Regions from separate parts of the Sus scrofa genome. Here region 2 is linked to region 1. A link is a contact called in public HiChIP or PLAC-seq data. All regions are on one chromosome and are shown on one strand. Each heading gives the region's core, a stretch centred on a gene start, on an enhancer-like site or on the middle of the called end of the contact. The rest is flanking DNA. Distances are from core to core; before and after follow the strand shown.

Evidence for each region. HiChIP or PLAC-seq counts read pairs in DNA pulled down with a chosen protein or histone mark.
Region 2: a contact with region 1 is called in an H3K27ac HiChIP or PLAC-seq map of alveolar macrophages, with 3 times the contacts expected there. The contact joins the enhancer-like site here to the promoter of HPS3 in region 1. A contact is called at or near these places in 1 of 5 promoter capture datasets (liver), 17 of 47 Hi-C or Micro-C datasets (alveolar macrophages, blood, brain and 8 more) and 2 of 2 datasets of contacts at active chromatin or transcription factors (alveolar macrophages and skeletal muscle).

The regions. Positions count from the first base shown.
Region 1 is chr13:89,358,489-89,364,908 of Sscrofa11.1, reverse strand. HPS3 (HPS3, biogenesis of lysosomal organelles complex 2 subunit 1) reads right to left here and starts at 3,961. Exons shown (of 17, transcript NM_001098588.1): 1 at 3,716-3,961. The coding sequence starts at 3,932.
Region 2 is chr13:89,395,015-89,401,434 of Sscrofa11.1, reverse strand. HPS3 (HPS3, biogenesis of lysosomal organelles complex 2 subunit 1) reads right to left here. Exons shown (of 17, transcript NM_001098588.1): 10 at 6,277-6,420; 11 at 4,981-5,214; 12 at 3,442-3,627; 13 at 2,917-3,105; 14 at 1,759-1,866. It also overlaps a transcript of CP not described here. Among named protein-coding and RNA genes, the nearest start is that of HPS3, 37 kb to the right of the region's middle. Within about 2 kb of position 2,379, at least 4 of the 83 cell types and tissues checked have an H3K27ac peak or open chromatin away from gene starts, as enhancers often do. A contact at or near this core is called in alveolar macrophages, where this site is marked.

The DNA.
Region 1 (6,420 bases), core at 2,712-5,211:
GAGGAATACAGGCCCTGCACCTACTCTGATCCTTATCAGCAACTCTGACCTTGAACCACGTAAAACTCCTCACCAAACAGTCCTTGGTGGGAACATAGTTTTTGAAGGGTTGAGCTAGTTTTTGAAGGGTTGAGCCCAAAGTATCCCCCTTCGCCTGGCAAAACAATAAGTTATTTTATTCTCCTTCCAAAACTCTGTCTCCAAGATTCAATTTGGTGTCTGTGCACAGAGTTGTGGCAACACTCCCTTCACCATAAAAAACGGAAATTAAACTTCCATTACTGATGATATTTAGGAGCCCATCCTTCAAAATTCTGACATATACAGATATATACATATGGCTGGGCCCACTGCATGTAGAAGTTCCCAGGCCAGAAATCAAACCTGGGTCACAGAAGTAACTCAAGTCAGCCACTGGATCCTTAATCCACCGAACCACCAGTAAATTCCTGACTTGTATTCTAACACCCCCAAATTTATGAAAGGAGGACATCCTGCTAATTAGAGATTAAAAAAAAAAAAATAAAAACTGAAAATGTTGCAGTCCCCTTGTGGCACAGAGGGTTAAGGATTCAGCACTTTCACTGCTTTGGCTCAGTTCCCAGCTGTGGCGCAGGTTCGATCCCTGGCCCAGGAACGTGACGTGGGTACAGGCCAAAAAAAAAAAAAAACACAAAAAACCTGTAAACGTTTTCTGCTTGGGTAAGAGACTGCAAAGCATTTACAGTAAATATAAATCACTAAGATTCATTTTGTCTTTGACAGAGTGGGAGCAGGGGAAGACATTGCTTGGAGCAAAGAATCTCCACATCTAAGTTACTGTAAGTGGAAGGAAAGAGAACAAAGTGTAACTGAGCAGTACCCTATGAAGCCTTCCCAGAGTGGACCCCTACTCATGTCCTCAGCCTGTCTTTTTGTCTATAGAAAAATTTTAGTCAAAAGAAGTGAGAAAATACAGAGAAAAAGGAAAACAGTCAAGCAAGAAAATAAGAGTTTAGCCATTCAACAAAGTCAAGGACCTTTAGTTCTTCCCCAAGGACTATAGATAATATTCTGAGCTACATCCTTGGAGCTGTTTTACAGGTGCCGAAGCCCCCACCAGGAGGAAGATGCTAACTGTATGCTGCCCATGAGCATGTAGACTCCAGACCAGTAGGAACCTGAAGGTTGATGACACTGACTCCCAATTACCTTAACACCAACCAATCACAAAAATGTTCATGAGCTGATCACACCCCGCTCCTTGAGCCCTACCACCTGCAGGGAGGGCACAGTCCTTGAGGCTCCCTCTTTGCCTGGCAACTAAAGCTACTTTTTCTGTATACTCCAACTCTGTCTCCTGCATTTCTATTTGGCATTGGTGTACAAAGGCAGCTCATATTTTGGCAACAAAAGGGAAAAAGCTGAGAAGTATAAGACAAATTATCTGGATATCAGCACAGCTATCAAATCTGTGGATTGACAGAAAGTGTATCCAGACAAAGTTCAAGCTGAGGACTGAAAACTACCCTTGAGCTATCTGACTCATGTTAATGCCATATCACATGACTCCTAAACTTTAAGAGAGCCAACTGAATTACAAAAACATCTTTGTTTTTCAAGGCTTCACTACCACGCTACTCACTTGCTTACAGCAGCCAGTGTGGCTCCAGATCAGTGATTCTCAATCCTGACTAAACACAAGATCACCCCAATGCTGGGCCACATCCCAGGAAACTGACATTGTTTCTCTGAGGCTGTGGTTTTGGAATTGGTTTTTTAAAGCTCCCTCAGGTGACTCTTAGACACAAGTAGTGGCATCAAAGGATTCCCCCCCAAAACACCACTAACGACAAACAAAGCTAGAGGTTTACATAATGCCTGCCACTTCCAATTCTAGATGACATGTCCTTTCGGAAGAATGAAGCAAACCATGTAAACATAGTATCTGTCTGTCTATCCTCCCCACCCCCCAAAACACAAACACATACTAATGTTGAAACTGGTGAGTTTGCCACTCAATAGAGCTCTTAAAGGTGAGAATGCCTAACTCTAAAGAGGAGGTGGTAGTTCCCTGGTGGCTCAGCAGGTTAAGGATCCAGCACTGTCACTGCTATGGCTCTGGTTACTGCTATGGCTTGGTTTTCATCCCTGGCCCAGGAACTTCCACATACAATGGGCATGCCCACCTCCCAAAAAAAATTTTTAGGGCCACACCTGCAACATGTGGAAGTTTCTGTGTTAGGGGTGAAATTGGAGCTGCAGCTGCAAGGCCACACCAGAGCCACACCAGCTCCAAGCTGCATCTGATACCTACGCCACAACTTTTGGCAAAGCTGGATCCTTAACCCATTGAGCAAGGCCAGGGATTGAACCTACTTCCTCATGGATACTAGTTGGATTCTTAACCCACTGAGCCACAACGAGAACTCCCCCCCAAATTTTTTTTAAATAAAAAATGAAAAGGAGGTGGGATGGAGAAAACTACCACTATTGTGAAATGATTAGGAGAATAATACCAAAATCAAAATCTTCTGCTGAAAGAGAACTCACAGATCTAATAAGTGGTTTTCAAACTAGTCTGTGGACCTGCAGGCCCCTGCTGATGTAGTCATTTTTCAAAAAGAAAAAAAACAGTATAGTAAACTGCTTATAAAGCAAAGACATGTTTGTGGCTAAGTGTTTTTCCTTTTATAAATAATGATGACAGTAAATGGTAGGACTTTTTTAAAAAAATATATATCTTTACTTGACAAAACGAACAGTCGAATACTGTGTATAATAGCCCCAGTTTTTGCCGACCCAGAAAATTCCAAAATTTGGAAATCACTGATCTAATAGTCAACTTAGTGTTTTGTTTTTTTTTTTTTTTAATGAAAACTGAGACCCCAAAGTTTCTATAAACTCACACCCAACCAGTTACAGAATAGAGATTAGCCAGAGATCTCCAATCCTCTCCATTTTACTGGTAAGTACCAGAGCCACAGGCTTTTCCACCTAAAGACTGCAATTTACACATTTACAACCTTCTTTAAAATCAGGATTCAAATTTTAAGTGCAGTATTAGGCAGTTAAAAGAATCCTATGACGAATTCTTCTGTTATACAAAGAAGCACCTATTTTGAAATATTGGATTTTTCTAAAATAGCAGTATGCCCACACAGTACCCCCTTGATACTGCTTCACTTTTCTGATGGAAAAATACTGCATGCTAGCACCCTGTTTGGGTGAAAGGGGGTCTAAGATCTGAGCTCAACGTACACAGATTCAAAATGTAATGTAAACTTTCAAAAGTCGACAAGAGGTAGATAAAATGTATAGATGTAAAGGGACAGGCCATGAGTAGGCACAATTGTTGAAGAGGGAGCAAGTGGGGCGGTTCAAGAGAGTGTTCTCCCTACTTTTGTACGGACTTGTTTTCTATTCTAAAAGAGGTCTATTTGGTTTGGTTTTAAGTGTCTGGGTTGAGTGGAATCCAGCCACCCAACCAAGGGAATTTCCCCTGAGGGCGCCAGAAGAGGAGTAACTATCAGCGTCTCCCTCCCTCCAGACGCTCACACCTGTGGTTGCCAGGACAACCGCACAGCTCGGCACACCTTCCATTAGCCCCCACCTGGCGAGAACCTCCGCAAGCACCAAGTCCCTTCCCCACCCAGAGCTGTCGGCGTCGCTCGGTGCTCTAGAAAGGAGGCCCCAACCCGGCGCCCAAGAGCCCCCTGACCCCACCGCTGCTCACCTGCCTCACTGTAGGCCAGGCGTAGCACCCTGCCCAGCGTTGAGAAGGCGCACCTCGGCCGGCACAGCTCCTGCCCCGAAACGGCGAACGCCTCCACCTTGCAGCCTGCTGCCACGAACAGCGCATCACGTCCGCCACCGCAGAACTGTTCAGGCTCCAGTTTGCAGGGCACCACCTGCTGCGACCCGAACGGGTGCAGGTTATACAACTGCACCATCTCGGCGACCGGCTGCAGGGCCCCCGGCGGTGCTGGCTCCTACCAGCCCACCCCGCGGGGCGCCGGGAGACCCGCGCGGCGGCCGGAGACCCCGCGCGGGCAGAAGAGGAGGCTGTACCACTTCCGCGAGCGTTTGCACGGAGCCAAGTCACGTGAACACCAGCTGGGCCTGCCTTGGGCTCCGATTCTTAAAGAGACCTCAGCTGGGCCAAGAAGAGAGGTCGCGCCGCAAGGCGCCGCCCGCGGCCCTGCCCCACGGGCTCTCAGGCCCTTGGCTTCTGACCCAGCGGCTTAGCGCCGACTGTGATTCTGCGACCAGAGGTGGTCGGGTGCAGGGACTGATACGTCCTTCGCTTCATCTTTTCACACTACTGCTATGGGCTAGGTGAGATTTTTAGGCCCTTGACTACATTTAAACGCTTGATCATTTGCTCTCATGTACCATTTTGTACTTGCTTCAGGGTCATCACTTACGTTTCCCCAGTAGCCTGTGATCTTCTGGAGGATAGGCCTGCAAAAACCGAAGTGGCATGCGCAACTCAGCTCCAGACTAAACACGCAGGAGTTGCTCAGAAATACTGGAAATTTCAATATATATATTTGCTGAAGAATCATGGATATCCTCTAATGCACTACAACTGTTTGACCCCAGAGGACAGAAGGACTGACTAGGGGTCTCCCTCCACTGTTACTAAAACTATCCTGTAATCTGTATTCTGTATCTATTCCTGACATCTCAATGTGGAGATGTAGAAAAAAGATTTAGATGAAGCAAGTATTGGAGCTACTTTTTCCAGTTCATCCAGAAAAAAACCTAAGTATGGACTGAGGGTCGCTGTCTTACTTTTGACACGCAGGGTCCGAACCTAAAAGAAAATGCAAAATTTCCTCATGGCCCTTTCTTAGAATTTACAAATTAGATGCAAATGGATTGAAGTTCATTAAACTTCTCTACCTCCACTTCCTAAGCCCTTTAGATGAATAAAATTCCCATAAGTAATATCCTTTTCTTCATCCAACCAATAGGGAGTCAGTTCAATAGGGAGTGAACTCAGCGAGGCCAAGAAGTGAACAAAGAGATTATTCTTGTCAGCCAGCTAGGGCGAAAAATTCAAAAAAGCCTCATACAGGAAACAACCAACCTAACACAGCTGACAACCTATTCTTTTAGGTACAATGCTAATGAATACCCCCTTCTCCACCAACACCTGTGTTATTATCTTCTTTCGATTATTTTTCTCCTTCCAGACTGAAAATTATAATTTTAGTACTAAATTAAAATTTCAAGACTAAAATTACAATTTGCTCAAAGTCTGGAACCCCAGCCCCTTCTAGAGATAGCCACTTCTCCCTTCACTTGCACCTGGCTCATCTAAGATTCTTAGGGACTAGACATGCTAGCCAAGAGAAGGTAGAGGATGTGCCTGGTTTCCATGTTTGTCAGGAGCTGTCTGTTGGTATTCCTGTTACAAATACAGGGACAGCGGTAGGCACGCCCTCATTTCCTTATGGGAGGCTGGCTTAGTTGGCTAGGGCAGACATAACTAGAATAGATGCCTTAAACAACAAATTCCCCCCTACACACACACACAGTTCTGGAGGCTAGAAGTTCAAGATCAAGGTATCTATAGTTCTGGTTTCTCCTAAGGCCTCCCTCCTTGGCTTGCAGCTGGCCACTGTCCTAATTCATGAGGGCTGCTATAAGAAAATACCACAGATTGGGAAGCTTATAAATAACAAATTTATTTCTCAAAGTTCTGGAGGATGGAAAGTCCACCATAAATGTACATAGAATAGCTCAATGAGGGTCCCCTTCAGATTTGCAGACTGCTGACTTCTTGCTCTGTACTCAATTGCTGGAAAGTGCTAGAGAGCTCTGTGGGATCTCTTTTACAAGAGCACTAATTTAATTCATGAGGGCTCCACCATTCAAGACCTAATCACCTCCCAATGCCATCATGTTGGGCATTAGGATCCCAGTATATTCTCAGCATCATTAGTCAGTAGAGAAATATGAGTGAAAACCACTGTTAGAGACCATCACACATTTACTATAATGACTAAAATTTAAAAGACCCATCATAGTAACTGTTGGTGAGGATATGGATAAACTGGTGTGGATGTCAATGGTACATTAACTTTTGAAACAGTTTGGCTGTCTCGTCGAAAGCTAAACATATACCTGCCATATACTCCTAATTGTTTATCCAAGAGAATTGAAGGTGTATATCCTAAAAAAAGACTCGTACATACATTTTCATAGCAGCTTTATGTGTAAAGGTAAAAAACTGGAAAAACGCAAATACCCATCAAATAAATGGGTTAAACAAATTTTGTTTTACTCATACATAAAAGATGAAAAAGGGGAGTTCCCATCGTGGTGCAGTGGTTAACGAATCCAACTAGGAACCATGAGGTTGTGGGTTTGATCCCTGGCCTTGCTCAGTGGGTTAAGGATCTGGCATTGCCGTGAGCTGTGGTGTAGGTT
Region 2 (6,420 bases), core at 1,130-3,629, 38 kb before region 1:
TTTTAAAATACTTTAAAATAGATTTTAGGCTAGCCTTAGTGGCCTAGCAATTAGGGATCCAGGGTTGTTACTGCTGTGGCACACAGGTTCGATCCCTGGCCTGGGAACTTCCACAGGACGGCCAAAAAAAAAGGGATTTTAAAAGATCACTGAATTACATTTTTTCAAGCACAGATTATAAATATGCTTTGAAGCTTTATCAGGAGAGATTTATTATTACATATTACAATTTTAATTATAATTGCAATTATGATTTCAAATATGTAACTAGTACACATGTTCTAGGAGGGCAAGGTCCTGCCTGCCTTGTCCAAATCTGTACATTGATCACATTTATAGCACGCAGTTGAGGAATATTTGTGGAATGAATGAATCTGAGACTAAGCCCTCAGCAGCCTCTGTATCATAAGAGAACTAGAGATAAGAATCAACAGGAGGAGTTCCCGTCGTGGCTCAATGGTTAACGAATCCGACTAGGAACCATGAGGTTGAGGGTTTGATCCCTGGCCTTGCTCAGTGGGTTAGGCATCTGGCGTTGCCGTGACCTGTAGTATAGGTTGTAGACAAGGCTCGGATCCCGCGTTGCTGTGGCTCTGGTGTAGGATGGCGGCTACAGCTCCGATTCGACCCCTAGCCTGGGAACCTCCATATGCTGCGGGAGCAGCCCAAGAAGTGGCCAAAAAAATCAACAGGAATCTTCTTTGGCAATTTTTAAAAAAATATAAGTAACTCCATTTCTGGAGACACACCTGCTGTCTAGAGGGTGAGACTAAGCAACATGGTGTCTTGAGCTTACCTTTCTGATCCCCATCCCTGATTTGACATTTTGGTTTCTATAAGCAATAACCACACTTACACCAGTTTCCAGTAGAAATCAGGGGCTGCAAATTCAAAAGCCTAATGAGGCCAAAGAGATGATGAAAATGCAGGAAGGCAGCTGGGTATAAGGAAATTCCATGACAGACACTTAGCATCTCCACCAGGGAGACAGATGACTAGCCTGTCAGACAGGAGAGCATGAGCACTGCCCAAGGAGGGAGCCACTAGGTGGCTCCAGCCTGCAGGTCTCAGGCAGTGAGAGCTCAGGGTTACTGCTGAATCAAAGTTCTGCTGAGTTTTTCAAGAGAAACTTGGAACTCAAAATTCTTAATTTGAAATCTCAACTTTCATATGTTGGCAGCTCCACTGGAAAGACCAAACAAAACAGATGTGGGGATTATATTCAGTCCTTGCGCTGGTGACTACATTTAATAAAATAAAAGAACATCTACCTCTAGCCCAGCTCAATCCACCAAGTCAAATGTGGACTTTATTTCGCATTTCCAGTCAAAACACAGTGACAGAATTCCTGCAGGAAGTTCTACATTCTCTCAATCATATTTCTTATTTTTTAAGAAGATCTTTTCAGAAGCCAGATAAGCTCACTATTCTGACCTACTTCCTTTAAGACAAATATAGTGCTTGGCTTGGGCTAGAGGCCTAAACTGTGTGAGTGAACACTAAAACAAAAGTGAATTGCATCAATAGAAACACCACTAAACATTTCTGCCATACTTTCATTTCACAAAGTATTGTCAAACACATCCTGAAAATAAGGTGAGACAGTCACATGGCTTGGTGAAGCTCACTCATCCACCACCAGCGACAAAACCAGCCTTCCACTCTAGATTAATAAAACAGCTGGTGTCTCACTAAATTTAAATCCTATACAATATTATAATATGCATATTCATAAGAAAAAGAGGCATTTTTATTTACCTGTAATTTTGAAAGGTCATCCATGAAATTTTTATCCTCTAAAGAATCGGATGATAGTAAGACATTAACCCATGGATTAATTAAGCCATAATGACTACAGGTGTTTATCTAAAATGTAAAAGAAATTCATTGTAAATAAAATACAAAAAAATAAGACTTTCTTCATTCATCCCTCCAAAAGCAATTCCCAACCTTCTGCTGTGTGGCAAAATTAGGTATATATTTCCCAGGAATGCAAAGAAAGTCTCAGAAAAAGTTTCAGCCTTACTGCTTCTCACAGAATACACTGTTACTAAATAAAAGACTACAAAGAGGCACTTTATAACAAAAAGGGCAATACTGCTTTTAAGCTAATTATATTCAAAAAAAATTTGAGAGTAATACTCAAAAATTTTTATTTCTACTACTTTCCTTGGAAGGCAAAAATCTCTTCTATAAGTTTGAGATGATTCCCAGAAAGACCCCCTTTTTTAAGAAAAACCCTCATTAGACATGGCATCAAAGGAGAGGCAAAGGGGTTGTGTGGTGGGGAGGAGGTGCCAAAAGGGTACAAGCAGAGTTGTTAGGGCTTCCGCAGACTGTGGAATAGCTCTTGTCTGTGCAGCTGACAGGAAGTGGAAGTCTGGTATGGAAGTCTCTCTCGCAAGACTTTAGCAGTTCCTCTCCCATCAGGGAGGTCTACAGATATCTCTCCTCTGATTTGCCACTTCATGAGCACCTCCTAAAGGAGCAACACATGGGTCTGGGGAGAAGCCCCTTCCCTGACACATTGACTACCCAGTTACTACAGCAAGTAATATGGGAGCAGTAGGCAGCTCTCTTTAGAATATAAAATTATTTAAAATGTAGGCAAATTTACTCATAGACAATTTCTTTTTTAATTTGACCATGGAGTACAGGGGTTTGATGTGGGATCTCAATTCCCAGACCAGAAATTGAACCCTCAGCTAGTGGTGAAAGCACAGAATCCTAACCATTGGAGCACCAAGGAACTCCCACTCATAGATAATTTTTAAATGTATTTTTAACTCTTGTTTAAAAATGGTATCTGGTAATATGAATTATGTTTGATTTTAAGCCATTAAAAATAAGAAAGGTCATTATCATAATGTGTGATGAACATAAAGCTTAATTCACTGTACTATTCCATCATCTTACCAGGTCCTCTGATGTTCTCAAAGGTATGGTGTCAGGAGGCTGCTTCTTAGATAATCTCCAGATGTACTGTGACGTGAGCTTGAAGAAGAGTTCCTGAAGTACCACATCAGGGAGACACGCTACCAGCAGAGCTTCCCAAAAGTCTACTAAGAGCTGAGGAATCGTATCTTCATCCTTGCCGCAAAGCACCTTGAGAACAGTGAAACAAGCGCCCATATCTCAGATGAATATAGCACCTATCAAGTTTCAGATGGTCTGAATAGCACTCCATCATGTGGACTACATATTCAATAATTTATCATTAGCATCAGTGCCATGGTAAAAGTGAATTTAGTTAACAGACTCCAGATTGCATGAATGAAATTTTTCTAGATACTTTTTAAAAAATATGTACTTTTATAAATGGTTATGGATAAGTCAGATTTCTCAATAAACAAATGAAGACTCTCTTCGCTTATTCTGCTCCCCATCCCCCACCAACTTCACCAGGTCATCCAGAACAATTACATTTTCAGAGTGGCAAACCTTAAAGAAGGAATCTGCTTCTTCAATTGCAATTTTGTTGTTCTTCTGTAAGCCCAGGACTGAAGCCACAAGTAACCCAGGCTGCGTCTCTTTCAAGTGAACCGCAAACTCAGTTGGAACCATCTGTCCCTTCCTCTGTTGAATCAACAGCCGAGGTTCCAGGATGAAGCCACATACCAACTTCATCTTTAGATAAAAAAGACATTTAAGAACAGAATATATATTGTATTCATCTTGAAAATACATGCCAGTGCATTCAAGAATCACTGATAAGCCACTGATAATTTACTTAAATCTCAATTTTTTAACTACAAAGTCAAGTTTTAAGGACACCATTGATGATTGTCTTTATAGAAGATGAAGGACTTAATTAAACATCAAGATGTCCTATTTTGTAGAAAGCTTTCTTTTTAGATCTATATAAGATTTTTCAAAATTATGAAAAATACATCTTTCTAGAATTCTACTCTTCAAAGTAAAGACATCTCGGCATTGACTTGCTGTCCTCATCACAACAAAATGTGCATTTGTACAGCAGTAAAGCACTCCTGATCTTCTTGGAGAGGCCTGAGACATAACAAAGTGCTCAATTAATGTCACCTCTTAATTTCTTCCTCTAGCTCATGTTTCTACATGGCCTCTCTTCCCAGGGAAGCCAGCTTTTTTCTGATACACCATTCAAATGCCCCATCCTCCATACAGTCATTTATGACCTTCCCATGAGCAGGCTATTTCTGCAGCTAATGGACTCCTAAGGCTCAAGTTTAATATCCCGCTTGCTGAAATAATATATGCGTGCATATATTATCATATATCACTGTTTTGTTTTCAGGAACACACCACACCATTCCCTCATGCCAGGTCAGTCTGTCAGCTCACAGCAGAGCCTATGTACTCCTCAATCCCAGCACTGTGCTCTGAACATACCTGACACTGGATACCCATTGCTGCCATATTTCATTCATAATTCTTCTTAATTTGCCAAATCCAAAAGCCCAAGTGCTCCACTTTGGTCACTTCCTTTCCTCTTTTAAAAAATATTTTATTTGGAGTTCCAGTTGTGGCTTAGTGGTTAACGAATGCAACTAGGAACCATGAGGTCTCGGGTTTGGCCCCTGGCCTCGCTCAGTGGGTTAAGGATCCGGCATTGCCATGAGCTGTGGTATAGGTTGCAGAAGCGCTCAGATCTGGCACTGCTGTGGCTGTGGCGTAGGCTGGCAGCTACAGCTCCGATTAGACCCCTAGCTTGGGAACCTCCACATGTCGTGGGGGCTGCCCTAGAAAAGGCAAAAAGACAAAAAAAAAAAAATTTTTATTAAAGTATGGCCGATTTATAATGTTCCTTCATTTCTGCCATATAGCAAGGTGACCCAGCCACATATACATTCCTTATTTTTCCATAAACCTCCTTTCTAATATTGTTTATTTTCCATTACAATGAAGAAAAAATGAGCTACACAGAAGCCAAAGAAAGCTAAACACCTCAGAACCACCAGGTCCTATGTAAGCCTGCTGTTAACATCAGGCAGGGCACTGTACCTCTGAATGGCTTTTCATTTCATTTCTGTGCATGTCAAGATCTCCCATTTTCAAAGCCATTGCTGCCTTGGTCAATGTCACTAAGACTGACGACAACCCAGAAGTATCCAGCTTCCTTAAATAGCTTATGGCAGTTAATGGATCAATATTCTTCATAGAAGGACTGCAGAGAATATGCGGCAGTTGCTTCGGCTCAGCCACATGAAACATCTGCACCACTTTTGCTGCCAGTTCCTTTGGTGAGCATAAATGAGAAATAAAAGGTCAGTCAGCTGATAGAAAGTCACAAAATCAACAACAAAAAAGGATTAAAAAAACCCAAAATATAAATATTCCAAATCAACAAAATTATAGTATTATGTTTTGATTTAAAAAGAGAGTTGGTGGTGATAACGTGGGGGACCTAAGATGAACTGATGTGATCTCTTTGCTGAGTTATAGAGAAGAAAAAGTAGGGAAAGTGTGTACTAAGTTGTGACCAGCATTCCTAATATTAACAAGAGTTCAGAAGAAGAAAACTCATAGTGAATTAAATTACACTCGCAAGTCTATTATAAAAAATTACTGCTTAGTACAAAATATACTTAACATTTATAAGAGAAATTTCATCTATCTCAAAACCTTAAAACCTTTGGTCACAGTACCCAAATTTGCCTATTTGTATTCAACTCTTTAAAAATACATGAAGGGCTAAAAATAATCCTTAATAATGTCTAACGGTCACTGGGGCAGGATTTCATAAGGAAAGCTCTGGACACATGGAGAGTAGGGCAACTGAGGTGTGAAAAGGGCTGCGATGAGAAAAAGACAGGCAAGGCCCAGGTTCTGTGTCATTCTTCTAAAGACATGCCACCGTCACACCGGGCAGGTCACTCAACCACAATGGACCACACTCCCCTGTCTATGAAATGAGAAATTCTCTCGCAGGACAGCAGGTTAAGGATTTGGCATTGTCACTGCAGTGGTTTGGGTTGCTGCTGTGGTGCAGGTTTGATCCCTCGCCCAGGAACTTCCACATGCCATGGGCATAGCCAGGAAAGAAAAAAAAAAAGCAAGTTACAATATAATGAGAAAGTTTGTGAAGATGATTATAAGTTCTTTTCCAAGCAATGATTCTTTAAGAGTATTTAATGAAGAAAGGGCACAATAGTTATCTTTAAAAAAAAACAAAAAACAAACCAAAAACATGGAATATAACACCAAAGAAAAACACTTGGAACTTGATTCTAAACAGAATTACATAAATGGCTAAAATGAAAAGTTAAAAGATATAACTAAATAGAAAACTGTATTCACTTCACTTAATTCTTCATCCAGGTTTTCATAAAGTGAATGATTAATGTAAAAGATTAATCCCCTCTCGTATTTCTGCGATCCATCCTCTACTGCCCAGTCCACTCGGGCCAAAACTTCAGCCATGGACAAACCAGACATCTTATA